Regions from separate parts of the Lactuca sativa genome. Here region 2 is linked to region 1. A link is a contact called in public Hi-C data. All regions are on one chromosome and are shown on one strand. Each heading gives the region's core, a stretch centred on a gene start, on an enhancer-like site or on the middle of the called end of the contact. The rest is flanking DNA. Distances are from core to core; before and after follow the strand shown.

What was found. Hi-C and Micro-C count contacts between places; a contact is called where the count stands out from the background.
Region 2: a Hi-C map of bud shows a contact between it and region 1, with 10 times the contacts expected there. The contact joins the promoter of LOC111880248 here to the promoter of LOC111880279 in region 1. A contact is called at or near these places in 2 of 4 Hi-C or Micro-C datasets (bud and leaf).

What each region holds. Positions count from the first base shown.
Region 1 is chr3:137,735,947-137,742,648 of Lsat_Salinas_v11, reverse strand. LOC111880279 (probable carboxylesterase 2) reads right to left here and starts at 3,934. Exons shown (of 2, transcript XM_023876695.3): 1 at 3,593-3,934; 2 at 1,396-3,502. The coding sequence starts at 2,459. The coding sequence ends at 1,464.
Region 2 is chr3:138,187,446-138,194,448 of Lsat_Salinas_v11, reverse strand. LOC111880248 (subtilisin-like protease SBT1.7) reads right to left here and starts at 4,544. Exons shown (of 1, transcript XM_023876657.3): 1 at 1,671-4,544. The coding sequence starts at 4,261. The coding sequence ends at 1,970.

The DNA of each region.
Region 1 (6,702 bases), core at 2,685-5,184:
AAAACCACAAGAAATTAGATCTAAAAGACAAAAATCAAGACACATGTGTCCAAAAGATTTAAAATTGGCCAGTTTTGGACCGTATTTTGATCGAGTTCATTAAAGGATTGTCTGTATCTGGTCTCATACGACTAAAAACAATTTGGTATGATTACATGTGTAGTATGTAATAATGGAATAATAGGTAAGAAGATAATTGAAACAACAATTTTTGGGCTTTAATTGGTGGAATGGGCTTATATGTTAGGTTGGGTAGATGTTAGGGTGAAAGTATATAGTATACCCCTTGAAGGTTAGGCTAAAAAAACGAGCCCAATGGGCCAAAATGGTTTAGTTTCCTAAACTAAACATTAAAAAATGCCAATAATAATATGTACATGAGAAACTTACATGCTTTATCACCTTTGATATTTCATGTAGCTATCTACAAGTGCTTGACATGGTCTTTGCTTTTGGAAAATCTACCGGAGGCAACAAGAATTTGAGAAGTATTAAAAAGAAATTTAGCAAAAATATCATATGCTAGTTGATCGAGTGAAATAACAACAAAATAGATTCAAAAATTGATTTGTTTATTTAGCATCCTACTTTAATCTAGTATCCAAAAATTCTTATAAATAATCTTTATAAGAAATGAAAGTTAAAGACAATAAACTTTAATTGTGCTTCTCATTGCTTCCAAAATCCAATGCTTAAAAAACCGATGCATTTTAAGAAACTCTTCTTGTGGATGTAATAGGTTCCATAGTAAGACACAAGACTTAAAAGAAAGTAAAAAATCACATGATGTAAGAGAAAATTTGTTACAAGAAATACTTACATCATGGTGGCTCTTAACTTGATAATCCAGCTTCGATCTCTAACTTTAAAGATCATTTAAGTTGAAGCAACATAACTAATCAATAAATATATAAAGTATAAAAAAGACAATGGTTTATAAAGATAACACACAATTGCTCCCTATCTTCATTTCTTTTTTCTAGTTTCTTCACTATTTTCTTATCTGAATCATCAATGGCCTCTTCCTCCTAAAACACGAAAAAATTCTAAGTTTTATTGATATTTAGATTCTACGATCTCAATGGCTTATACAGATAACACAAAAAATCATCATTAACTTGAAATAAAAGTTGCAATGAGCATGCTTCAATTGACCTATCACTTATCAATTATTTATCATCAATGCAATACTAATTTCATTCAACATTGATGTTTGGTGTGTTTTAAACTACAAATTGGGTGGATTAAATCCATATTCAAATTCAAATGTAAAATAAATGTCAAGATAAGGAGAGATAGGAAACATATAAAGAGGTAAGGGTTGTATCTTGATACGGATAAGAGATATATCATGCATTAGATATATGTTTAACCTTTTGCATGGCTTAAAAAAACTAAGGAATACTAGTAATTCTCATTGTCAATATTTTATAATAGTTAATAGATTAATAGATATACAACTTTCAGATTTTGCTGCTGATCGAATTGATAAAGTTACAAATCTTTTTACGTAAGATACGAGCATTTTCACATGAAGTATTAGACAAAAAGAAGACATGGCCCTCCCCTTTGCTCTCCATCAACTCAATAAAGCCTTTCCACCCACACGTCTCCATCAACTCCTTATAGAGTAGGGCCCTACCCCTTAGTTTATCCCTCCCACCAACACACAAAAGAATCTTGGAGCATCCGAAAGCTGAAATACACGGGTCCATGACCGGATTATACAACGGGTCATCTAACCCGATCCCTAATGGATTAGCCAACAGCCACATCTGATTCATGAAAGCTTTGTGTTGTTCATGTTTAGACTCTTCTCCAATATGCTCTTTTCCACCAAAGTAAGGGTGGATCATAATAACACCCTTTAGGTTAATAACCTTTACTTGGTTCAACCCGACCCGGATAGCCATGTTATGTGCGATGTTGGCTCCTGCGCTATCTCCAGCGAAGAACACATTCTGAAGATCAGCATGGGAGTTTAACCATGACTCCGGACCATTTCCTTTAACATGGGTAGCCACCCACTTGATTGCTTCCCATGAATCCTCGTATGCAACTGGTATATGATGTTCCGGAGCCAACCTGTAGTTTACAGACACCGCAATCACGTTGGATTCTGCCGTGATCAAGTTAAGTGTGGGGTGGTAGGTGGAAGAAGCGGCGGATTCAGTCAAGAAGCCACCACCGTGATAGTAGATCAGAGTTGGGAGTTTCCGGTTAGGGATGTCGTCGACGATGGTTTTGGGAATGTAAAGCCTTACAAAAAGATTGGATTGGTGTGAAATAATGACGTCTTTTGATTGGACGCCAGTTATGGGATCAGTTCCAGCCGGAATGATATCATTTCCGATGAATCTTTCACATCGGCCATCTTTGTGTATTCGCAGCCAACCATGGAGATGGAGAGGATACTCTTTGGAGGTTGACATGTACTTCGAGGGTGAACCAGAAGCCATTTTTGTGGTAATGGTAGTGAGAAAGAGACGATAGGTATAATTACTATAGATGCTTGAGGCCAATTAATTGATGTGTGTGCTGATGCCCGATGTTGAACTTCTGCAAGGACCATTGGATACATGGAAGGTCTCTTCATGCATGCTGAGGTTGATCCAAATGTGTGGTGTGAAAATGTTTAAAACATTAAAATGATTTATTAGGTGTTCATATGAAAAATATTTTTTATCTTAATAAAATGATTTAAGAATTTAAGTTATGTGATTCATAATTTCAAATTGTAGACAAAATTGCAAAAATAGTTCCTATGGGATGCAATTTTTTTTGAAGTTTAGTCAAAATCTCGATTTTTTTGGTTTAATGGTCATTTTGGGCTAGTTTCGTTGTGTTTTTTGTCTATCAGTAAACTGAAATGACTTAATGGTATTTTTTTTTTTTTGTGTGTTTTTCTATTTAATTTAAATGAAAAAGAAAACAATAACTAAATTAGACCCACATATCTCTCTCTCTCTCTCTCTCTCTCTCTCTCTCTCTCTCATTACCGTCTTTTTCTAACCTTCTTGTGTGTCCATCTTCTTCCTTCCACAATTTACCCAAGTCTTTCGTTCACTCTTCTTCTTTCTCACCCTCGTCATCGCCTACGCTTTACTCGATGATTGAGATGATAATGGAGAAACAAATCAAGGATTCCCACATCAACCCACCTCCAATTTCATCGATTTTTCTATGTTAACAGATTTTGAGGAAACAATATCCCAATCAACACAAACCTCGATTCCCAAATCAACCCACCTCCAAACCATTCCATTCTGATGATGGAATCGATAACAAATCAACCCTAAAATTACCAATCTTTTTCCATCACCTACTTTCCTTTCACCTAAGTCGCTACCACCACAATTAGCAACCGACGACCCCTCCAGCGAAACCCGCATCTTCTCCGTTGACATTCTTCTCTTCCCGAATATCGGATCTTTCACTTTAAGCTTCATGAGCAAAAAAAAAACCAGATGCCTCACTACAGAGGAGGTATTAATCGAGTCATCTGAGATAAACAGAAGATAATCATGGTTCGATTTCACCCTTAAAATTGATTTCATATTCAAAATTGATTTATTATTTCATTAGGGTTTACCGGGTTTGAATCTTGAGAGATCGATGGTGGTTGAATCTTGACATATTCAAAATCAATTTGGTCCCCTGATATGTCTTCAACTTCTCAATCGATTTCAAAAAGTATGTGTGTGTGTGTAAATCCTTCCTAAAGCGATGATGAGGTAAGAAGAGATTGCATATAAATTAAGAGAATAAATCGCCGCCTATGTTGGATGTATGCTTCTTCGAATTCACTTTCCTGTCAATATTTCTTGTTACCACATATTCTAGATTCAATCGACGATAAGGAGAGAAGACAACGGATGAGGAAATGGGGAAGTAGAAGTGTAGGTGTGTGTGTGTAAATTTGTTGAGATAGAGAGAGAGAGAGCGCCCCTCCTATTTTTTAATTGTTAAAATAAATAAATATGTTTTAGATTTAAAAAATGAAAGAAAAATGTGAAATAAATACCATCATTTTAATATGTTGAGGAACTAAAAACGTAGCGAAACTAGCTCAAAAGGGTCACGAAGCCAAAAAAAAAAAAAAATAAAAAATAAAAAATAAAAAAATAAAAAATCAAAGTTTGGACCAAATTTCAGAAAAAAATACATACCATATAGATCATTTTTGCAATTTTGTCCAAATTGTATTATTTCTTTGCATATTTTGGTAATGACTTAGTAAAATAATATGTTAATATAACATACCGATATTAAAATGAGATACCATGCAATGATACAACAATTTTGCGACTTAAAACTTAACAAAAAAAATATATAGTACCAATAAATTATTTATGAGTTCCAATGAAGATCATATGTATATTGATCTTTTTTCTTCAAATTATCGGAAAGTGATAATGACTTAAAAGGGTAATGTATTTTTCGATTTGTACACGTTAAGTCACTGAGATTTTTTTTTCCTCAACATTTACCCCTTCAACTTGTTAAACTGTACGCATTCAGTCCTTATGACCGGCTACTCCAGGTTAGCTGGTAAAAATAACTTAATAGAGTAATATATTTCCCACTGTGTACACATTTAGTCTTTAATATTTTTTTTTTGCAAGATAAGTCTTTTTGTTTTTGTACTCATTAAATACTTATGAATGATTTATTTAGTTTTTTCTCAAGAAATCTTAGGTGAGAAATTCATTAATGAAGTGTTTGGGCCTTTTGATGCTGATGTCCATCGCGATCTTGACTACTTGGTTGCTTAGATCATGTGTTCTGAACATCATAACTTCTTCATACGATCTCAAATTTTAACTATCTTTATATTCATGCGAATGATCTTCATATCCATACGTTCATATTTTAGTCTACTAAAACTTTTATTTAGATTACTCCCATTAAAAAATAATATATTTTTACTTACGATTTTTATATCCATATGCAGAGACAGATTTAACCTGGTTCCGGTGTTCCACCGGCAACACCTATTTTTTCTATCCGTAGTGGAAAAAAATTTGATTTTTTTTCGTTTAGCTATTTTTCATTTGTCAGCAACATATAATTCATCTCGGCAACACCTACTATGTATTCCTGCTTCTGCCCCTGTCCATACGTCTTTTATGAATGCATGTATGGATGTTTTTTTTATAAAATCGTAAGTAAAAATATATTACATTTTAACGGGAGTAATCTTAATGAAAAAATGAACACGTGGATATAAAGATCGTTAAAATCTGATACCGTATGAAAAAGTTACGACGTTTAGAATACAAGACCTGAGCCAAACCACAAGACCTACGCAACCAAGCAGTCGGGATCATGTTGTACATAAACATCAACAACCCCAAACAACTCATCAATGATTGTCCGACGTAAGATGTCGTGAGAAAAACCTAAAGAAATTATTCATAAGTATTGAATGAGTACAAAAAAATGACTTATATATTTGAAACAAAAAAATGTTAAGGACTAAATATGTACAAAAATATTAAAGACTAAATGTGTACAAATGAAAAATATATTACCCCATTAAGTTATTATTCCCGGCTAACCTGAAGTAACCGGTCATAAGGACTGAATGTGTACAGTTTAACAAATTAAATGGGTAAATGTGGACGAAAAAAAACTCAGTAACCAAATATGTACAAATCAAAAATACATTACCCTTTTAAGTCATTATCCCTATCGAAAAGTTTTAAGAGATAGTACAAATCGTACCATTTTAGGTTGAGGCGAAATGATTTGGGATCTTGGTTTTCAAATGTAATATAGTAAACTACACAAATGGTCTGTATGGTGTAGGTAATTTATATATTTGGTCTCTAACTTATTTTTTTAACTCGGAAGGTCCATACTGTATATTTTTGTTACTCGATTGGTCCATATCTTACCTAAAAAGACTATTTTGCTCTTGATTTTTTAATTTATTTAAATAAACACACCCCCAACCTCACCCCTCACCTTAACTTGCCTTCCCCATCATTTTCCCTATTTAATTAATAGTTTTTTAGGTATGACATGCATCGAGCGCGTAACAAAAAGAAATAGTAGAGATCTTCCAAGTTAAAAAAATAATAATAATAAAATAGGGACCAAACGTGCAAATTACCTCAAAACATTAGGACCATTTATGTAATTTACTCGATGTAATATCTTAAGAAAATAATCTACGGTCATCAAACTATCAAACCATAGTTTATAATGTTTTTATGTTTTGAGTATAATTATGTTATGTATTATAACATTTGCCGAGATAACAAGTCCTTAAACTTGAATATAAATAGCAGTATGATGGATCTATATTTTCTTGTAACTTAAGGGACTATGACTTACTTATAAGCTGTAATTGATAAATTAAACATATAATTATAAGAAAAACCTTTTAGTGGAATATGATTTGGTTCATTTTCCCCTCTAATATAAATTTATTCTCTATATAAACACCATAATTTTATGTGTGTCATCCATCAATCGAATTGCTCAATTAAAATGAGAAAGAATCATAAATCATCATCTTCAAGATCAAAGGGATATCATCTTCTCCAAATAAATATACTTCACTATGTTTAAGTCTTATGAAGTTTATGTTAAATTGATCAAAGGAATCAAAGGGATATCATCTTCTCCAAATAAATATTCTACAAAACTAGATTATAGTTTTCAAATGTCAAAAAATATATATATTTATATATT
Region 2 (7,003 bases), core at 3,295-5,794, 450 kb before region 1:
CATTACGTCTTTCAATTTGAAATCATAAATATCTAACATTATTTTAGAAAAAAGGTGCATCCAATGTTGGGTTTACATGATTAACCCGTTGAATAAAACAAATGGGTATTTCACTTTACATGACTAACCCTAGAATAAAATAATTGATCCTCCATTTTACATGATTTACGACTTGAATACATCATATCTTCAATGCTTTTTGCACATGGGAATTTTCAAAAGCCTAAAGGAGTTATCAAGTGATTCTTTCTTTTTCATTGCTTTGGCATTTCGCCCAACTAGTCTTTTCCATATAAATTCTTTTGTTTTGTATATTATTATGTTGTTACCATTTGACTTACCTTTTAGGAGTGCCAACAAGGTCATATGTTATCATATTAAAGGTGTTCTATATCATGTTACCAAAATCTTGCTTTCCGAATCTACAAGGTGTAAGCAAGACCCTTCTTATAGATTACCTTTGTCCTTTTCAAGGAACAAAATTATTTAAAATGGAATATATTTCTTGAATGCACATATATTCTATGTTGAAGTTAGTTCATTGATAAATGATGCTTGGTTGCAATATACCACCCTTTAACTACCATAAATATCATTGCTTGAGCCAAATAAAATTGTTTGGATACTCATTATAAACCTACCCATGACCAAAAAACCAACACTCTTTTGTATAGCAACTCGTAGAAACTTCTTCAAAGAATCTTGTTTTGTTATCGTATAAGATCTGATTGAATTAGATTAGATTATATAATATTAGATAAGTTTTCAAAGACTACTTTTAATTAGAGTGATAGGTGTTAGAAATTTGGGTTTAATGACACATGGAAATCTCAGAATCGTGAATATCAGCTTCAAATCTAAGTATTTGGGTAGTACTCTCAAATCCTCAATTAGATAAGACTTAGAAAAAATCAAAGAAAATAAAAAAAGAATGAGAGGGTATGTTTTTAGTAAGTACTAGATTATAACCAAAAAATTGGTTTTTGATTTATGTTGAAAACTGTCACAAACCACCAAAACTGTTTTAGATAAAAGCCAAAAATTGGGTCAGTTCTCAGAAAAATCAGTCAGGAGCTCTACCCCTTGGACCCCGCCAAGGGCTACCGCCCGTTGGACCCCGCTTCCACGGGCATTGCCCCCGAATCCCCATTCGTTTAGGGGCTTTGGTCCTAAATAACAGTGTATTTTGAATCTTGAACAAACTTAAACAAATGTGCATTCTACCTTTCAAACTTGTTTAATATTAATCAAAATTGATTTTGGTCAACAAATCATTACACTTAAATACAATTAATAAAACATTCACCAACAATATGAAAACCATGTCTTTCATACGTACAAGATTTCATACATACAAAAGTTCGAGTGCTAATCAATGTTCCATCCTTTTTAATGAACAATATGTAATTGTTGCATCATTCTTCTCTCAGTCAAATCGTGTTAAAAACGAATTATAATACAATCATGTTATATCATTAGTCTTTTTCTCAATCAAATCGTGTTTAAAAAACAAATTATAATACAATCATGTTACATCATACCGTATTATAACAAACAAGTATTCAATAAAAGATAAGTAGGACAAAACACAACTTAAAATACATTAAGCATTATTCTTTCATTCATTGTTTTCAATCAAACATATTATATTATGTTTATACACAAAGAAATTGAAGTTTTCAAATCGAAAGTTTGTATACTATCGAGTCATAAAAGATGGACAATAAGGAAGAAAACATTCCACACTTTATAAAGTACACAATCTTCATGTTTTCTACCCCATAAAACACCATTGAAATCTAATCCCCTAATTAAACAACCTTAAATCAACATTATAATTATAATAATTATTAAATTAAAAACACAAAAAAAAAAAAAAAAAAAGTTGAAATTTATGATCAACCACCAACCCACTCACCTTTTGGGAGTGTCGTGAACAACTTGCTAAAAGACATTAAATTTCAATCCATTACCAACTAACGGCCACCGTACTTCCGACGACTCGTTTCCCGTCCGACCACTCAATCCGGCCAAAAGCATTTGAGTTCACCGGCATCGCCGCCGCCGTGAATGTCACTGTGTATGATTTCTTCTCATTCACTTGAGAAAAACTTAACGTTTGAGGAACCACCGATATTTGCACCGATTTGTTATCGGAAAACGTGGAGACTTTGTAGGTTGATGATTCACCGCCAACGTTAGTTAAAGTTCTTGTTTGCTTAACCACGGTGGCGCCGCCACTTTTGCTACTTGAACCCGATGGAACAACCACCGCGAATGAAGGGTAGTTAAGATCACCGACGCTGTATTTTTTTGTAGAGTCGCAACCAGTGGTTCTCTTCGTTACCACTTGAATCTGCGCCGCCGTGTAATTCAATGCACAGAGAAAATCAAAATAGTCATCGGCGGAGATGTCGTAAACCAGCCCTGGGTTGAGGGCGGATACAGGGTCAACATGACCTGCGCCATGGTCAAACGGAGTTGAAGGGTTGCCGGTGGCGAGGTCTTCGATTATTTTCCCGTTTTTGTAGGCTGTGTACGCGGTAGTCATTAGGGCGGACTTAATAGCTGCCGGACTCCAATTTGGATGCGCCGCCTTCAGCAACGCCGCAAGTCCGCTTACATGGGGGCAAGACATCGACGTGCCGGATATGATGTTGAACTCCACGCGCCGAGAGTCGTCCGGCAATCCGGTGGGTCCAACTGCTCCTGACCACCCTGCTAAGATGTTGACACCTGGCGCCAAAATGTCTGGTTTTAGAATCTCCGGCGTGATGGTGTTGGGTCCCCGGGAACTGAATGACGCCACCACCGGCGACGGTTCGATCCCAAGTTTTGTCCCTTCAAATAGGATTGTCGCCGTTGGGGATGAATCAGAAATCACATACTTCCGTATCTCGTCACCGGCTTTTTGACCCACGGTGGTGGCTGGCAATAAATGGGCGTCGGCCACCAGTTCTTCACCATTAGCGGCGGTGTTTGTCAAAACCATACCGGCGCCACCAGCTTCTTTCACAACTGAGCCCTTTTGAACTCTAGCATTAACCCCTCTATCGCAAAGTACGAGTTTACCCTTCACCATCTCCGGTATCAACGTCCCCGGCATACACAGAGCACCACTCGTCGAATTACTAGCGTTTCCGGCGTAGACAATCGGCAGCATCTTATTCGGTAGTGATGGACCTTTGTACAACGATACGCCGGAGAAGTTTTTCCCGTTTCCTAGACTAACATACGCCGGGAAATCACGGTCTAACGTCCCAGCACCGACGGTTGTTATCCACGGCGACACGTTTGATAAACTGTAGGGAGTGGGTCCGGCATTACCGGCGGAGCAAGATATCAAGATACCCTTTTCCATGGCGGCGAAGGCTCCAATCGCCACGCTGTCACGGTAATAGTCAGCCGTACCACCGCCGAGTGACATAGACATGACATTAACGTTGTCGGTGATTGCCTTCTCCATAGCTGCTAATATATCGGAGCTGAAACAGCCACCGACCCAGCAAACTTTGTAAACCGCCACCCTAGCTCGCGGCGCCATCCCACGGGCTGACCCAGAGGCGTATCCGAGTAAATTCGCTCCGGTAACAACCGATCCACCGGTGGTGGTTGAAGTGTGGGTTCCATGGCCATCATCGTCTCTAGGAGATCTGTTCTCTTTCGATTCATCGATTGGGCCCAAAGTCGCCTCGTATCCTTTCGCGAAAAACCTCGCTCCGATCAGTTTCCGGTTACAGTTAGAAAGAGTGAAGTTCGTACCAGTTTCACACGCGCCGTTCCACGCGCTAGGGACTGGACCCATTCCGGTGTCGTCAAAGCTCTTGCTCTCCGGCCAAACACCGGTATCAAAAACACCAATAACAACGTCACTATCTCCGGCGGACTGTGGGAACAAATTAGTGTTTTGATCGAGGCCTAGAAACTCGGGCGTCCGTGTTGTATGAAGCTCGTATTTCAACTCCGGCAAAACAGAGAGAATCCCGGGTAGGTTTTCAAGAGATTCAGCTTCTTGAACACTGAGCCTGGTGGAGAATCCATGGATGACTTTCTCATAAGTGTAGATCATCTCCGCCGATTCCGACACCGATTTAAGCGACGCATCGAACCACTGCCTGTGATCCTCTCCGAAACTCGTCGGCATGTCGTGCTTCGCCATGTGAACAATGTAAGTCTTCTTCTCCTCCGCCATTGAAACATGGCAAAAACCCAGAAACAGAACAACAACACCAACAAAGTTCGTCATTGTAATCAACCCCATGGGCGTGAAATATAGAGTAAGAATAGAGAAGAAGGATCAGAGTTGCAGCATTATTATATAAACAGTGAGGGTTTGAACAGCTGTGTGAAAGTCGAGTAAAAAAAGTGGGAGTTGCAGAAAGAGAGAAGGTAGTGGGGACGGTGGAGTGGTGTCTGGTTCTGTGTATGATTGCGTTAAAACAAAAGAGATGACAGCTTTAGTGAGTGAGTGTCTGTGTGTGTCTGTGTCTGTGTTTGTGTTGTGTGTGATATATATGTATATCTTCTTCTCGTGGGTAAACACATACACACCTTACTCTTACCTGTTAAACTCTAATTAAACTTAACATGAAGTTACAAGTTTGGTCCTTATAATATGTCAAAGTTATGGATGTGTTCAGAATGTTTCATTTGTTGTACAACTATTTATTAAACTTTGTTTACTCTCTCTCTCTTATACGGCGTTAAAATTATAATTTATAAGAGAAATTTCGGATAAAGTATTAATATTTTGGTAAGTTTATAGTTTAGTCTAAACTTTTAATTTTTTATAGGAAAATTCTTATTGTTTTATATTTTGATCAAATTAACGAACCAATTTTTATTTTTTCCAACATAAAATAATAGATTGTCGTATAAAATTAGATTGTTGGAACTTTTTTTTCAAAAAATAAATATCGGAATTAAATCGTAAATTGATCTAAAATATTATGACTTTATCGGAAATTTCTTATTTATTTGGTACCAAAACGTAATAAGCTAATAATGTATTTTGTTTAGTGTGTTGGCTAATTGTGCATAGATGTATGTTTAATGAATATCATGTTCAATAAAGAAATAACTAACTACTTATCAAAAATTCTTTATTTAAATCAAGAAGTACTTATGCTATCTTTTTAACCAAGGGATTTCTAATATGTGACATAAGGACAAATATAATAAACATTAATTATACCAAACTTATGGATAATTACTTAGTGAGCAAGTAATTATCCCATAAGGGTCCAAAACCTTTACCTATAAATAGAGTAGCCTTAGAACGAAATTTGGATGACTCCAATCCTAGAATTTGGTTGCCTGCTACCCACTCTCAAAATCCCAGAAACCTTTCTATCATGTCGCAACATTTTTTTGGACATGACGCAACTTAAGATAGGAACCCTAATTGTATAGTGTAAGAACCTGAAGTTTCAAAAATTTTGACTTTTAGTCAAATATTGACCAAAATGGTGAAATGGTCAATTATGAGAAAATGATGAGAATATGAAGTTGTGACTTCATGGAAATGGCCAAGATAAGTTTAAGCCACTAAGAGGAGGTTAGATGAGCTAGTTCAAGAGAATGAATGCATGAGAAGATGTATTTTTCGTCAAAAGGGTAAAATGAGAATTTTATGCTTTTTTGGCCAAGTCTGTGACTTAATAGATTAAGACGCATATTAAGTCAGTGAAAAATGACTTTAAATAATTGTGGAGTACGTTCCCACCTTCTTGTGGATATAAAGATCATAGAAACCAGATAAGAAACAAAGAACTTATGCGTGTTAGAAGTTAGGATAAAAATTATCCCAAAGCTGGAATGGAATTAGCCTAGGAGTTGTTGTCAAAAAGTTACCGCAACACGATAAGGGTGACAGAGAATGAGTTACATTCTAGTCGTAAGTAGAAGGCAATGTACTTTGGCCCTGCAGCATGGTGTATGTGCAACATCCATAAAAATCATTAAAGTTTTAAACTTTTAAAACCAACCCAAATTCATAAATTATTTACAACATAGTTTTCAAAACATGTTCAATATCAGAGTTCCCAAACTCATAAGTCAAAACACGAGGATGTGTACGGTCACACCTTCGCCTTCCCGTGATCGTCTAAAGTACCTGAAACATAACCCAAAACTGTAAGCCCCAAAGCTTAGTGAGTTCCCCCAAAGTACCAACACATAATCAAATAACACATATACAATAACAGCATACTATAGCCCAATCAACCATCGGGTTCGAATATCCCAAGCCCCTTAACCATCGGGTTGGAATGCTAACATACCATGGGTCCAATCAACCATCGGGTTAGAATACCCAGGCCCCTCAACAATCGGGTTGGAATGCCAATACATTATGGGTCCAATCATCCTTAGGATGCAATACCCTTGGACCCATTCAACAATCAGGTTGGTATGCCCTGGCCTGTGGGCTTACACACAAAGCAGTGAAGCCTCAGCCACCGACCAAACATGTGCACATATAACATATACTCATATAACAGTCTAAAGCCAGTCTAACAGATCTACATATCAACAAGCATAGCATCGTCATATATACAAGGATACCGATCTAACAGATCACTACATTACAATAGCATGTATAACAGTATATCAATCCGATGGGATGGCCTTGGTGCCTTCGACTTGTAAGTACAGTGAGGAAAAATCACCTCGCAAACTGGACAAAAGCTGAAGGAATCTTGACACCGAATCTCAACTCTAATTGCCTCCTATCCCAACCAAATGGCCAAACTTAATTAGAATTCCCAAAATACCCTTAAGGTCAAACTTGGTCAAAGTCAACTGCTCAAACCCACTAAGTCAACTGAGTCAACCCAGTTGAGTCAACTCAACCATGTCAACTTGATGTGTATGAAACCAACTAGTTTTATCCTACTTTTAATTTATGAATTTGACACACAAAAGGTAGTGAACCTGTCAATTGGTAATATGAATTAACAAGTAGGGTATCAAACTCAAGGAATGGAAATTAATCTAACTACTA